5 separate regions of the Mus musculus genome follow, and all the other regions are linked to region 2. The links are chromatin contacts, called in public Micro-C and promoter capture Hi-C maps. All regions are on one chromosome and are shown on one strand. The core of a region is the stretch at or near the end of the contact, and the rest is flanking DNA. Distances in the headings are between cores, read along the strand shown. Region 1 holds the start of Wdr41 (WD repeat domain 41). Region 2 holds the start of Ap3b1 (adaptor-related protein complex 3, beta 1 subunit). Region 3 overlaps Arsb (arylsulfatase B). Region 4 holds the start of Otp (orthopedia homeobox). Region 5 holds the start of Zbed3 (zinc finger, BED type containing 3).

Evidence for each region. Promoter capture Hi-C pulls out the DNA fragments that hold promoters and counts their contacts. Hi-C and Micro-C count contacts between places; a contact is called where the count stands out from the background.
Region 1: a promoter capture Hi-C map of pre-B cells shows a contact between it and region 2, with 3 times the contacts expected there. The contact joins the promoter of Wdr41 here to the promoter of Ap3b1 in region 2. A contact is called at or near these places in 5 of 39 promoter capture datasets (the C10 cell line, cranial neural crest, embryonic stem cells and 2 more), 1 of 484 Hi-C or Micro-C datasets (embryonic stem cells) and 5 of 115 datasets of contacts at active chromatin or transcription factors (astrocytes, embryonic stem cells, forebrain and 2 more).
Region 3: a contact with region 2 is called in a promoter capture Hi-C map of hippocampal neurons, with 3 times the contacts expected there. The contact joins the enhancer-like site here to the promoter of Ap3b1 in region 2. A contact is called at or near these places in 5 of 39 promoter capture datasets (the 3T3-L1 cell line, hematopoietic stem and progenitor cells, hippocampal neurons and 2 more) and 1 of 484 Hi-C or Micro-C datasets (psoas muscle).
Region 4: a Micro-C map of embryonic stem cells shows a contact between it and region 2, with 2.0 times the contacts expected there. The contact joins the promoter of Otp here to the promoter of Ap3b1 in region 2. A contact is called at or near these places in 4 of 39 promoter capture datasets (embryonic stem cells, hippocampal neurons, neural stem cells and 1 more), 2 of 484 Hi-C or Micro-C datasets (both in embryonic stem cells), 3 of 115 datasets of contacts at active chromatin or transcription factors (embryonic basal ganglia, embryonic forebrain and embryonic stem cells) and 1 of 9 other capture datasets (embryonic stem cells).
Region 5: a contact with region 2 is called in a promoter capture Hi-C map of pre-B cells, with 3 times the contacts expected there. The contact joins the promoter of Zbed3 here to the promoter of Ap3b1 in region 2. A contact is called at or near these places in 6 of 39 promoter capture datasets (3T3-L1-derived adipocytes, the C10 cell line, cranial neural crest and 3 more), 5 of 115 datasets of contacts at active chromatin or transcription factors (astrocytes, embryonic stem cells, forebrain and 2 more) and 1 of 9 other capture datasets (embryonic stem cells).

Annotation. Positions count from the first base shown.
Region 1 is chr13:94,975,067-94,977,919 of GRCm38.p6, reverse strand. It overlaps Wdr41 (WD repeat domain 41), which reads right to left and starts at 1,576. Exons shown (of 14, transcript NM_172590.3): 1 at 1,331-1,576. The coding sequence starts at 1,381.
Region 2 is chr13:94,357,563-94,360,262 of GRCm38.p6, reverse strand. It overlaps Ap3b1 (adaptor-related protein complex 3, beta 1 subunit), which reads right to left and starts at 1,303. Exons shown (of 27, transcript NM_009680.3): 1 at 1,032-1,303. The coding sequence starts at 1,159. It overlaps Gm9776 (predicted gene 9776), which reads left to right and starts at 1,340. Exons shown (of 1, transcript NR_045619.1): 1 at 1,340-2,700.
Region 3 is chr13:93,837,992-93,840,691 of GRCm38.p6, reverse strand. All of the region lies in intron 4 of Arsb (arylsulfatase B), which reads right to left. Among named protein-coding and RNA genes, the nearest start is that of Mir5624, 49 kb to the right of the region's middle. Within about 2 kb of position 1,416, at least 139 of the 459 cell types and tissues checked have an H3K27ac peak or open chromatin away from gene starts, as enhancers often do. A contact at or near this core is called in hippocampal neurons and second pharyngeal arch cranial neural crest, where this site is marked.
Region 4 is chr13:94,874,288-94,877,033 of GRCm38.p6, reverse strand. Otp (orthopedia homeobox) reads right to left here and starts at 1,398. Exons shown (of 3, transcript NM_011021.4): 1 at 1,228-1,398. The coding sequence starts at 1,264.
Region 5 is chr13:95,323,353-95,326,242 of GRCm38.p6, reverse strand. It overlaps Zbed3 (zinc finger, BED type containing 3), which reads right to left and starts at 1,418. Exons shown (of 2, transcript NM_028106.3): 1 at 899-1,418.

The DNA of each region.
Region 1 (2,853 bases), core at 327-2,826, 620 kb before region 2:
GAAACACACGCATAAACACACATAAACACACACACACACACGCTTTGTTAGAAACAAAGCTGCAGACTAAATGAATCAAATACAGACAAACGCAGCCCACTGCAAGCACTCAGATGTCTGCTTTAATGATTAAATGTAGTAGTGAAAGCAGACTCATGTGTCCTCTGGGCGACAAGACTGGGGGACAGGTCCTGCATGCAGAGTCCTCCAGAAGGCAGCACAGCAGCCTGTGCTAACGACACACACCTCGTAACTTAACTCTACAGGGGAAGTCTCAATTGGCCCCCTTTCTGGAGGCAAATTCAGTACAATTTCACCATAAGAAGCTTTGTTCTTAACCAAGGTTTCTTAAGTCTGACAAGCGAGTTTGGACTACGTTAAGTTTCTGTTCCTGAGACCTCTCCTGGGTGTTAGGATAGACAGCAGCATCCTTCTTCTATACACAGTGCCCCCATCACACCTACCCATGGCCAACAGTAGACACTGTACTATCCTCTGGGGACAAGATTACCCCAGGACTGAGAATCACTTAGACTGGAAGGCTGACTGTAATTCATAAGTAATGTTCTCTCATTCATTAGGAAAAATCACCAGCTCTTATAGTGTACATATTCAAGGCAGTTACACAATTGAAGTACTTTTGTGTGGAAAAGAAAACGTAAGATCCAGCATGCTATCCCATGGTGATGGTTTTGCATTTATCTGGTCTCTTTTCTAGCTGTCACTCAATTATGTGAGAGTTTTACCAGGTATGACAGAACTGAATAAAATAGTGTATTCACTAAATAAGCAAATAGTCAAATATATGTTATGTGTCCATTCAATAATCCACAATTCTTCCATAACCCTAAGGACTTCAAATTATATAAAATAAGTGATTTAAAAAAATCACGTGTCAATGTCAAAGCTATGAGGAAGTTAAAACTGCCAAGTTTGCAATAATCCAAACTGTAAAATGCTTCCTATAAGGAAGGAAGTGTAACACAAATTGTTGTGTGGCACATGAAGTAAATTTCAGATGTCAACATTTTTAAGGTGACAAAATTATTTTTTCAATGTGACGATGAGACCATACATGTACTAAATAAACAGAAATCATTTTCTCACTTAGCTTCTCGGAAAGCAACTAGTTAAATTTACGTTCCTTAAGCAAATTCGAGTCCCGGCTGAGAAGACTTATCGGTTCAAATAAATCAAGAGTGGCAGTCACTCCTGCTGGTTTGTAGTTAAGTCCCAGTTTCTTAGCAGAGGCCAGGTGGCCCTGAGCAGCCGCTTCCGGCGCTCGCCGCAGGCCCCGCCCCGGCCCCGCCCCCGGGCCCCCGCGCATTACCTCGGCTAGGCCCTGCGGCTCGCGGCCTCCTCCGATCAGCCAGCGCAGCATCGGGCCGGGGCGTCCGCGGCCCACGGAGCGAGGGCCGCCGCGGCGCAGGTGCTGGGGCTGCGGCCGAGTGAGCCTGGGGCGAGGCAGCGGGAAAACAGAAGTCTCGTTGGGGCGCCCGCACTGAAGGCCGCGACGGCGGAGGCGGAGGTTCCGCGTCCCCAGTGAGCACGCGCGTGGGCGCCGCGCGGTTGGCGCAAGAGCTCAGGTCGCTCGGGCGCCCCCTAGTGGGCGTGCGCTGCGGCCATGTCGCCGCAGGACCAGCGCTTGTCTAAATCCTGTGTAGCTACGGCGCCCCTTAAACACACTAGCAAGTCTCCTGGTTTCCCAACAGCCAGATGGAGAGGGTGTGCCTGCAGTAGACTTCTGCTCCTGGACGAATCTAGTGGCGTTCTTGTACACCAAGCAGCCAACATTGTGTGCCACAGAATAAGGACTGTACCAAACCCTAACGCCTCCCTTTTTACAGACCAAGAAACTGACCCGCTTAAAGATTAAGTAATGTGTCTAAAGATAAAAGCCAGCAGGTGGCCATGATGGAATTAAGACTTGCTCGGTAAACTTCAAAACCGGTTCTTACACATTGCCTGGACTGTCTTCCAAAGCAGGAAGTATAAAGCGAAGGAATCCGTTCCCTGGCTGTGCTGCTGAAACATGGAGCGACATTTCTAGCTCCAAACATTCTATGTCAGCCTCTAAATTTTCTTAATAGTTACACGACTGGTTATACAACCTGGCTTCGTATCAAAAATTACCTGGACACTTTTGAAAATGTAGACTAGGAAAAGCAATCTCTAGTTGGCACATAGAAATCAAAGTTTGAGGGGACTAATATCCAATATATATATAAAAAACCCAAGAAGGTAGACTCCAGAAAATCAAATAACCCCATTAAAAATGGGGCTCAAAGCTAAACAAAGAATTCTCATCTGAGGAATACCGAATGGCTGAGAAGCACCTGAAAAAAATGTTCAACATCCTTAATCATCAGGGAAATGCAAATCAAAACAACCCTGAGATTCCACCTCTCAACAGTCAGAATGGCTAAGATCAGGTGACAGCAGATGCTGGTGAGGATGTGGAGAAAGAGGAACACTCCTCCATTGTTGGTGGGATTGCAAGCTTGTACAACCACTCTGGAAATCAGTCTGGCAGTTCCTCAGAAAATTGGACATGGTACTATCGGAGGATCCCACAGTACCTCTCCTGGCCATATATCCAGAAGATGTTCCAACTAGTAAGAAAGATACATGCTCCACTATGTTCATAGCAGCCTTATTTATAATAGCCAGAAGCTGGAAAGAACCCAGATGCCCCTCAACAGAGGAATGGATACAAAAAATGTGGTACATTTACACAATGGAGTACTACTCAGCTATTAAAAAGAATGAATTTATGAAATTCCTAGGCAAATGGATGGATCTGGAGGGCATTATCCTGAGTGAAGTAACTCAATCACAAAAGAACTCAAATGA
Region 2 (2,700 bases), core at 54-2,553:
CTTAAGTGGGTAGAATCTAGTGATAGTCTATTATGTTTTACTATACTGCGTAACAATAAGAGAACAAAAATTTAAAAAGAATGTGTAATGGCATGGTGGTGTGTGCACTGGAGTAGCAGAGGCAGGAGGATTTCTCTGAGTTTCAGGCTAGCCTGCTCTACCTAGTGAGTTCCAGGCCAGCCAAGGTTACACAGTGAGACCCTGTCAGAAAGAAAAGGGAGGGGAACGACAAATAATCTAAGTTGTCATAATTCTGTACATTTATCCACAGCCCATCAACACGCCAAAATGTAAAACCCAAACTAAAACAGAACCCGCTAAGGATGTTTTCAATTCTTGGCGGTATTTGACGCGAACCATAAGTAACTTTTTACAAAAATCAGTATACACGGTTGGTGCTTATTTTTAAAATTCATACTATTTGTAAAGAACTAGAACTGGGTTTGGTTCACAACAACACTCTATTTAAATATTATCTCAGTGCTTCAGTGGGGGCGGGGAAGTACCCTGGTGCAAAGATCATCACATGAAAAACGCCAAAGGTGGTAGAAAAAATAAGTTTGTCATTTATACAAAACCCCCAAACCACCGCTTAGTCCCTACATTATAGGGTCCCAATAAGCAGCAGGCCCACTCCCCACTCCCTTCCCCAAATACCCTCGTCACCTTTAAATAAATGACTTTCTCGAGGTCTGATCCTGTAGACCTCAAATTCACTAGAAGTTCAAAATTCAAACTCCTGTGCGCAGCCCAGATCAACTCAGTCAACGGTTTGGGAAGTGGAACCTCGGCTCACCAACTGGTTTGCTTTTTCCCCCCCACACACACCAAAGTTTGAAGACCACAGGCGCCGCCTTGGGCGTCCCCAGACGTCCCCAACAAGCCCCGCACCCGGCGGGGCCACCCCCACCCACCCACCCACCGACCCACCGCAGCGGGGGCGGCAGGGAGGTTCCCCAGGAACCGAGAGCAGCCCGGGCGGCCGCCTCGCGTCCCGGCAGCGCTCCCGCACCCCGAACCCCGGTCCTCACTTCTTCCAATCGCTGCTGAAGAGGCCGAAGGCGCCCGAGGGAGAGATGGTCGAGGTGGCCTCCTGCCCGAGCTCCGCCGCCTCCCCTCCTCCCGACTGCTCGTTGTAGGCGAAACTGTTGCTAGACATCGCGGGCGGTGCTGGCCAGCAGGCGGGTGCGGGAGAGAGCGTGCGGGGTCCTCTACGGATGGCTGGCGTTCGGAGGACACCGAACCAAACTAGTTCTGGGGCGGAGGGGGCGCGCGCCGGCGCTTCCGGGCTCGTCACTGCTCCGGCTGACCGGGCGGCCCACCCCCTGCGCGTGCGCACTGTGTCCGTGCGGGCCCGCGCCTGCCGCTCCCGGTGCGCTAGATTGTCGCGCTCCGGGTGTTAGGGGCTGCCGGGAAGCTACACTCGGGACCCTTAACAGGAAGCTGGGGTTTTGCACCGGGTCAGCCGGAGAGTCGTGGGCACGTAAAGAACTGGATATGAGGCCCTTGGATGCGTTTTGGTGGAGGAGATCTCAGATCCTCCAGGGTTCGTTGCTTCTCTTCTGCTGTCCACTGATCGCTCCCCGATGGCTCCTGAAACGCGGTGCACAGGTCGGAAGAACTTGGCTTCAGCGGCCACAAGCTCTCAGCCCTCGAGGCTGGCTTCCGCCCCTCTCACAGCCAGAGTGGCCTGACGTTCTAGACGTGAAAGCTCCTCCTTCGGAGGAGGCTTTCAGGATCTGCGCGGAGGCGATCATCCGCCTGCAAGCTTTGCCTAAGTTTTTCCTGGGGCCCGAGGTTCTTACTTGAAGTTCGAGGCTTGCGTCCTGCCCGCAGTCAGCTGCCGCGAGCTAAGCCTGGGCCAGAAGCTGGAGTGCGCTCTCCTCCGAGCGCCGCCTGCTTCCACTCTTGGGCAAGTGGCTTTCCAACAACACCTAAGCAGCAAGATGGGATGGTTTCTGGCTGCAGAACTGCAACCCTTCTGTCCCGGGCAGCTTTCCAAGAGGACCCTCACCAGCCTCCCTGGTGACTACCGTTCCTTCGTTCCTCTTTCCCTACACATGCGGTCCAGAAAGGACTGAATACCTGCAGCCCTGCAGCAAATCACCAAAACCCAAGGGTAGCACCAGGCAAACACCAAGGTCCCACCAAGATTTCTCGACTTGACTGAAAGATTGCGTTGTCTCTCGGAAAACACGCTCCTCCTTAGTGCTAGGAGAGAGAGGAGCAATCAGCCTCCAAACTGACCAAACGTTGGCGGTTAATTAGCTTTTCAATACACCTATCCAGACAGTGTTCGAGCATCGCAAATATGTTTCTTCCCAGTGTTGATGATATTGATAGATTTGTAGAATCTCTCCTACGACTGACTGATCGATGGTGATGATACATAACAAGGTGTTATATGATGCTTAGCTTATACCCCAGACACTATACTAAGTGGTGTGCATGGATAAATTCATTTACTACGGGAAGACACTAGGCTTTGCTTATTTTGTCAAGTAATGACAATGTGAACACATCCTCAGTACAAAATATACCTGAGTATATAATTGTTTTTATTTTGGAATGTAAACGCTTTTACTAGATATTCTAAATTGCTCTCCTACCATTTACGTATGAGAGGGATTTCCTCACATTCTCATAATTTTGTCATAATGTGATATAGATTTTTGTGTTCTAATTAATTTTTATATTCAT
Region 3 (2,700 bases), core at 167-2,666, 520 kb after region 2:
CTGTACACAATCAAAAGCCAACAAGGCTACATAGAAAGATCCAGCGCTGAGAGCTGGGGTAACATGCAGGCCAGGCAGCTCCATACTGGACCTTCATAGAGACCAAAGGCATATCCACTGGGGCCAAGAGACCTTGACAAGGTAATTATTTTTCTCCAGTTGGTTTTGTCATTTAAAAAAATTATACAGTGAGATTATTTTCCTAAAAGGAAAGTGAGAGGCAGTTCCTAGGGGCATTTTTTTTTTTTTATTACTCCTGACCCTGCTCTCCTCCCTGTCTTTGCACATGGCAGAAAGGGTTTCAAGGACTTTGGCTCAGCATGGGGAGGAGTGGCCCAGCTCTGAAGTGAGTCATGGCTATCTTCACTAGGGAGTCTTGAGTTACCAGAGACAAGCACTCAGTGGCTGCTAGCGTTGCTTCAGCTGAGTCAAGCTTTGGACGTTCATTTCTTATATTGTATCTGGGTTTGCCCAACAGATCATAAAGTCTTCATCCTAGGAGAGAATCTAGTTATATTATATCTGGGTTTAACCCTACAGATATGAAGTCTTCATCCTGGGAGAGAATCTAGTTATAGTTAAAAAACACTTTTTTGTTAAGCATTTGGAAGGTCTCTGTGGAGAGGCCCTGCTAGAAGTTGGCCCCACAGGGGAGAGGCCACAGTTAAGCAGTTGCACAGATGGCCAAGAGGAGCAGAAGAGGCCAAATCTATTGTGAATTTTCACTTGCAGCTGTATGGAAAGCAGTTATGATGGCGAGTCAATTGCTGTGGGTTTCTAGCTTTAAATTCAGGCACAGGAAGCAAATGTTTTCAAATGCCGAGCATACAGGGAGATTAAAGGACTGGGGACAGGTTTGAACCCACAGAGCCTTTCACTGGCAAGTGAGAGGGGTCTCTGTTGACAGGAAAGTCAAGTGTGGTAGCTGGCATAGAAACCAACCTGACAGATCCTATGTGTTTTCCCCAGGATAGATATTTTTGCTTCTGTCTAGTAAGGCTTTGTGTTGGGGTTCTGATTTCTCTTTTCTGCTGTTCAGATCCAAAGTTTATGCTTGCCAACCACTCTGGGTCACGTATGAATGGCAGGACTAGTGGCTCTGTCACGCATGCGCCATTTCAGAGTTTTGTCTGGAACTCTCCCTGTGCAGTAAAAAATCGAGCGTCTTCTGACCCCCTCCAACACCCTGCCCCCATTTCCACCCTCCATTTGGCCCGCTGCTGGGACTATAGTCTATCACTTATCTAACATAAAATAAACAGAACAATCTGGAGCTAATTTAGGTGGTTTGCCATATCAGGATACAGCTGGGAAAGATTTTAAGAAAAGGCTGGACAGGAACAATAGCGCTGTGAAGTGGAGCAGTGTGGAGAGCACAGGAAGGCAGTTTCAGACAGCCTGGCAGACAGCTGTCAGCCACTCCAATAACAATCCCCAAAGCCAATGAAAACGGGCAGGCTCTGTGCAGGGAGCTCGGCCCTGCAGAACACCAACAAGGAAAACAAGGGATTAGAGGGCGTTCTGACTTAATGGTTAGGAGTTGTCAGGGCCACCTGTCTCCCGGGAGCCCTTCACCAGGGCTCCTGGCCAGCAAGGCCTGAAGAGGAATCGCAGAGGAGACCTTCCATTTCTCTATAATTCTGGCCAAGATTTTTTTTTTTAAGATGCATGCATACATACTGGCTTTATCCTGACTTATGAATTCAGCAAGGCCCACAGCAGCACATCTGTTTTTGACATCAATTTCTCCTACTCTGCAGGATGGTTGAGGGTTTTGGTTTTTTTTTTTTTTAACTCTTTGGGGGCCTCTGGCTAGACCTTAAATTTCCTGGTGCAACTTGACAGAGGTGAAAGGGCTTGAGGGAGCTAAACAAAGCTGTGTGTTGTTCTTGAAAGAATTTGTGAGTGCTTTATATTAAATCAAGAGAAAAGAAATAAAAAGAAAAGAAAAGAAACCACCTCGGACCAAGCTCTTGACAAAGATCCAACCAGTTAGAGATGCTCTGAAGTCTAAAGGTAGCAGAGAGGTTCCTGCCAAGGCACGGGTCAGAAGCACCACGATTGGCTCTCTGTCAACTCTCGCCACTTGGCCAAGGCTTCTGGGTCAGTTTCTGCACCTAAGGCCAGGCGACATTTTCCCCTTCTCCATCACTTAATTCCTGACATAAGCTCATACGCTCTCCTTCCAGAAAGTGCTCTGTTTAATGAAGAGTTCCCTCTGGCTAGAGAAATTTTTGGGAAAACCCCACTTGTTTAAGAGGGATTTTTAAAAAGATAATATAGATTTCCTATTCTAAAGTAACAAAACAGCATCTGGGAGGTTTAATAGAAAATAAACCAGCTCGGAAGAAGAAAAGAAACAAGGGTTTTATCAGTGACCATCTCTCCATTTTAGCTCATGTCTGTACATCACAGTACATCCCTGAACTAACAGGTACTCATAACTCCATGGCAATACAAGCTAAGCCTAAATGTTCACTGTAGAAAGAAGCTTTTGAAACACAGAAAACAATGTGAAAACTTCTGGCAAGCAAAAGAATAGGCTGGAAAATATTTCTTTAAAAAAAAAAACTATAACATCCAGGGCTGGAGAGATGACTCAGCGTGTAAGAGCACGTGATGCTCTTCTGCAGGATCCACACTCAATTCTCTGCACACTGGGCAGCTCACAACAGTCTGTAATCCTAACTCTAGGGGAGT
Region 4 (2,746 bases), core at 149-2,648, 520 kb before region 2:
AGCCCCATCCACCGCTCCCTCTGCGCCCACGCTTGCCCCGAGGCGGAAACTGCCTGGTCCTCAGCCCGGTTTCCCAGGAATTGGACAGCTAGGTTGAAATAGCATCTCCTGGCCTCCTTCTCTCCACAGCCCGCTCTGGTGCTTCACAGCTCCGGCCTTCGTGTCTCCCACAAAACAAAACAAAAAACAAAACAAAAACAAAAACAAAAAAACCACTCCCAGGCCTGACAATGAAACACACCCGAGTCCTTTCACTAACTGTAACCCTGGTGTCCCAGGAAACCTTGAGAAAATTCTTAGTCGGGTGGTGCGGGAGAAAAAGAAATCAAGAGAGAGCCTTTGGAGGCTGCTCCTCCTGAGCAAAGGCGCTAAATGAACTCTGGCCAATTCCCTCTGACTTTCGGAAGATGAATATGTCTCCAAGCCTTCCACCTCTCAAAATAAGCCCAAATCAGCTCCGCCTCCCCCTCAAATCAGAGAAAGTGTTTGGGAAACGGAGTCACATCCATCACTAAAGCTCCCCAAGCCTGAAGCCCAGAACTTGGTAACCCAGATAGCTTCAAAGAAATTTAAGTAAACTCTATAGCCATAACAGTGAATCAAACTTTAGAGAATTCAACTTTTCTCTCCCGAGAAATAAACGGCTCGTCCCTCCCCGTCACTGGTAACACCGAGTCCCTTGTAGAAGGCAGGGATGCCCGAGAGGATGAGTTGGGCTTTTCTTCTCAACCAGCACACTTAGCAAATCCACCTTCATACAGCGGCTTCTCCTTCACAAAGGAGAAGATTTTTTTTTAAAAAAAGAAAACAAATTTAAGCACACTTAGAGGAGAAGGTGATGATAGAAAGGAAGAAGGGGAAAAAGGGATGAAAGAAATTCCAAATCAAAGCAAACAAGAGTGGAAAAAGAGAGAAACACCTCCAAACAAATTATCGCGGGCTAGAACTCCTTCCAAAAATAATAATATTAATAATGAAGGGGAGAGAGAAAGAAAAAAATAAGAAAAACAAAAAGGTGTCAGCATCCCCAACTCCGTTTTGTTTTGGAATCTACATATTCCATAGATTTTTTTTAAGACGATGTTAAATCAAATTAAACTTTAATACAGCACAATTACTTTTAAAGAAATTAGTCCATTTAGGGCGCATTAAGGTAAAATAAGGAACAAATTGACAATTTCCTGCCCCGGCTTCTCCTGGCTGCCCGGGTGAGAGGCGCTCACTCACCTAGCCTGGCGTCCAGGAGGTCGGCGTGAGACAGCATCGCGCACCGCTCCAGGGCGAAAGCTGTTCCCCCCCAAATTTTAGCGGCTTTAAGTTATTTAAAATAGATATAAGCTATAAGCTATACGATATAGATATATATAGATCACCTAAATGAAAGAAAATTCGGTTTGTGGTTAAAAAGGGGGCTTCTTGCATTATAATGTCCTTTAGAGAGACGGGGAGGTGCTTAACAGATGAATGAACCCGTGAGCAGCTCGGCGAGGGGACCAATCAGGAGGGCAGCCTGCAAATGTCAGCGCCCGGAGAGTCCCCCACTCCGCCCGCCCGCCCGCCTGCGCCTGCCGGGAGGAGGCGGCGGCCGCAGCCCAGGCAGCTCCAGCCTCCAGCAGCCGCTAAAGCAGCAGCGGCCACCTTGGCCTCGCCCTGGGCCTCTGGGCCGAGCCTCGGTCAGTTCTTCCCAGAGATTTTCTCCGGGCACATCTCCCCTTTCCTTGTCCTGCCTTGCTCGCTTCACAGGCTCTGTGTATCAGAGCTAGGGTGTCCCTGGAACGGGGGCAGTTCAGACACCAAAGCAGGACATGACCTCTGCATGACCTGAGAGTCGCCACCCCCAGCCCACACACATCCCACCGCACCCGCGCCCCCGCTGCCCCTGCTCGTGCCAGCTAGGGGACACTGGACCGCGGTAGTCAAAGCCCTAGCTCACCAGGCAGCCAAGCTACCATCTCTAGAACGACCCTAAATTTCTGCCACTGTTCTGCAGGCCTTCTCTAGAGACCCAGACTCTGGCCTACTGAGCCCCAATCCCATTGCAAGCCTAGAAAATAAAGAGGAAGTTGCCCCCCCACCACCACCCCGCCAAGGTCCCCTGTCCGCTTTGGGGGAGGGGGAGACTTCATGAAGTGAGCCTTCCTCCAGAACTCCAGAAGCTGCGTTCCAGGGCCACCTGCCCGATAGGCCTACACTCTCACCCAGGTCCCAACCTGCTCTTTCGGTCAAAGTTTCTAAGTTCAGCTAGACGACCAAAGCCACTTAAGGCAGTAAATAAAGTTAACCGCTCTTTATTTTCCTCTTGGATGTGTTAAACTACTTGAACAATTTAAAGTGCTTTTGCACAAGTGAAGCGAACCATTTCTAATGTTCTGATTTTTCAGAGCCAGCCAACAACAAAGTTTAGATTAGTAATATATTTCTAACCAGAGTAATTTTCAAGATCATTAGGCATTTATGTAATTAGTGCCAAATCTATAAGCTTTTATTACGATTATTAGAGTAAAATCAGTATAAATTTGTACTAATTTACTACTGTTTAGACTTGGCTGCCAAGCCCAGAGGTTCTTATTGTAAATGATAACTGAGGAAATTAAGTGCAAAATTCTGTACCGTTTCTGATCTGCTCCCAAACAATCCGTTTCAATTGTATTTGCAGCAGAACATGATGCCCCTTTAAAGTTATTTGACTTGTATTTTTATTTGCAACACAAGAAAAATGCCCTCTACCCAAGGCAAAATGAAAACT
Region 5 (2,890 bases), core at 169-2,668, 970 kb before region 2:
TATTTGAGGCCAAAGTGTGCACTAATAAACAGTACTGGAATCACCAGGAATTTAATCCCATGAATTTAATCCAAGCCCTTGGGAGGCAGAGGCAGGTAGTCTCTGTAAGATCCAGGTCAGCCTGGTCTACACAGGCAAGTTTCAGGTCACCCAAGGAAACAGACCCCGTCTTAAAAAAAAAAATAAAATAAAAAATTCAGAACACCACTAATTATCTCAACTCACGAAACTATTCAACAGCTGTTCTAAACACCTTTGGAGCTCAGCAATGGCAGGTACTTTTTTTCCAATGAAGGAAAATCCTATTCTTTTTAGTAAAGCTTTAAGCCGGCCACAGAAGGCTTGCACAACCAAAGGCTCCAGTGAGCCAGGCCCGGATCAGGAAACTCTTTTGTGTCCAGTGGAGGAGGAGATTCTGGTTTACTCTGGTTTACACCGGTTTTCTTACAGCCCCCCCCCCCCCCTCCACACACACACACAGGTGGGAAACATTAACCAAGTCGCAATTAGCGCATGAGGCTCAAAGTCACTCTCCACCGAGGCAACTTTACGGGGACAGTTCCCCCTCTTCCCCACCCCCCACCCCCCGGAGCTGGTTAACCAAAGAGAGCGGAGACGCTCCAGAAGGTTCCGGAAGCCCGCAGGCTGGGCCCCTCCGCCAAGCCTGGGGTGGTAGGCATCCCCTGCAGACCCCGCGGCTGCGACCCTGGATCCCACGGCCTAGGGGCTCCCGAAGTCCCCGAGGTCCTGCGTGGCGTCCCCCGCACCCCTCCACCCCGCGGTTTCTCCGATCCCGGACGTCCCCGCGGGCCCCTGAGATCACTGCAGCCCCTGGTGTCCCTGCGGTCGCTCCCGCCAAGCCAAGCCACGCCACCGAGCCCCAGCCAGCCACGCTCACCCGGACGCCGCGATGGTCGCCCCTCGCCTCCGGGCTCCTCGCAGACATTTTGTCCTGGACGGAAAAGGCCGATTCCCCCTTAAAGACACAGCGCTCAATTTGCGCGTCTCGGGGCGTCCATGGGGGGCGGTGACGCGTGGTCTGGACGCCGGGGCGCCGCTGCTAAACCATCCGGTCCGGGAGGAGTTTAGAGTAACGGATGGAGAACTAGTTTAACGAATTGAAATCTGTCGGAGGTTTTTAAACGGTGCAATAATAGCGCAGGGATGCTGAAAGCGTTTTAACCGTGGCTCTGCACGTTTGCGCGTTAACCTTCCAAGCCCTTGGATTCAGCGGGTCCAGATCCTCAGCTGGGCGCACTGCTCGCTCGCATTCTTACAGATTAAGGCCTCTGATATGGCACTAGTCAGAAGTCCTTGCAATCAAGGTCTTAGGAGGAAAAGGTGTCCACCCAAACCACCAGCACAGGGAACTACCTTTGTCTTCATTATATTCAGTTAACAGCGTCTGCGTGATTTACAGTTACATCAGCCGCTAGCGGCTGCGTTCTAAGGCGGGTTTCTGCATTCCACGCTCCAGGTGGAAAGAGAAACCTTTTTCAAGACCAGCCCGCTGAGGTGCGGGCGAGAGCCTTGGGGCTTTGCAGGCTGACGGGCAATCCTGTTGTGTAGCGTTTTGCTGTTCCAGCCGTTCAAATATTCCCACCATACAGATTTTTAATCTATAAATAGTCGCAAGGAAGTGACTTGCCAAATTCAAGAACGCACCAGTTAGCTCTTAACGCACAGCTGGCACGTTCTGCCCTTCATTCATAAAAACAAAACAAAAGTCACTAATTTGTTGCTTTTTAATTTAGTGTTTTTGCGTGGTGGTGGTGGTGGTGGGTGTCTGTGCATGCATGGGTGCAGTGTCAGTGGAATCCAGAAGAGGGCGATGGATCGGCGGTAACCGACTCCCCGCCCCCCCACCCCAATCATCTCTTCAGCCCACATACTGCTCTGCTCACATTCTATTAGTCAAAGTAAGTCACATGAACAATGGGCACGAAGCCTTGCTAGAAGACAATAAGCAAAAAGATATAAATGTAAAAAAAACAAAAAAAAACAAAAAACCAAAAAACCAAGAAATTCTTTTGTAGGTAATACAATCCATGTTAACTGCTTTGGTTCAAGTGGCGCTGGGGAGGAGCACCTTGCTCATGCAGAGCACGTGTTTTGCAGTGGAAATATTATAACCCTCCTCACTTAAACACACACACACCTGATAGACCTATTTGTTGACTTTCTTCTATGCCAAGAATTTCAGAGAAAAGAAAAATCTTGTTGGGTATCACGAAAGGAATACTTTTGCAATGGCGAGATTATTAGATTCCCCTCTTTCAAGATTGACCTAAATGTTTTCATACAATATATTTTGATCATATTCTTTTGTAACCCAGCAAACCAGTAAAACAAACAAACAAATGAACGAAAACACATTTTAAAAAGTGTGTAAGGATTCTCTAGAGTAACAGAACTTACAAACCGAATTCCTCTCTTTATATAGAGAAAGGGGGAAGTTTTAGAATGACTTACAGGCTGTGGTCCAGCTAACCCAACAGTAGCTGTCTATGAATGGAAAATCCAAGAATCTAGTAGTTGTGTCTCAGCTGGTCTTCAATAGAAGCTGGAATCCTGCAGGAGTAACCGCCGCCGCTGGCGATGGACTTGCCAGTTAGGCCAGAGTACAGTGGCAAAAAGCAAAAAGCTGTCTTCTCCCGTGTCCTTATATAGGCTTCCAGCAGAAGGCGTGGCCCAGATTAGGGGTGGGGTTTTTCTGGCTCAAAAGATTAAAGGTGTGTCTTTTTACCTCAAAGATTCCTGATTAGAAGTGGATCTCCCCACTTCAAATTAGGTAAAAATCCCTCACAGGTGTGCCTTTCATTTTGGGGTTTTAGCTAGTTTCAGATGCAGTGAGGTTGATAACCAAGAATAGTCATCACACATGGAGACA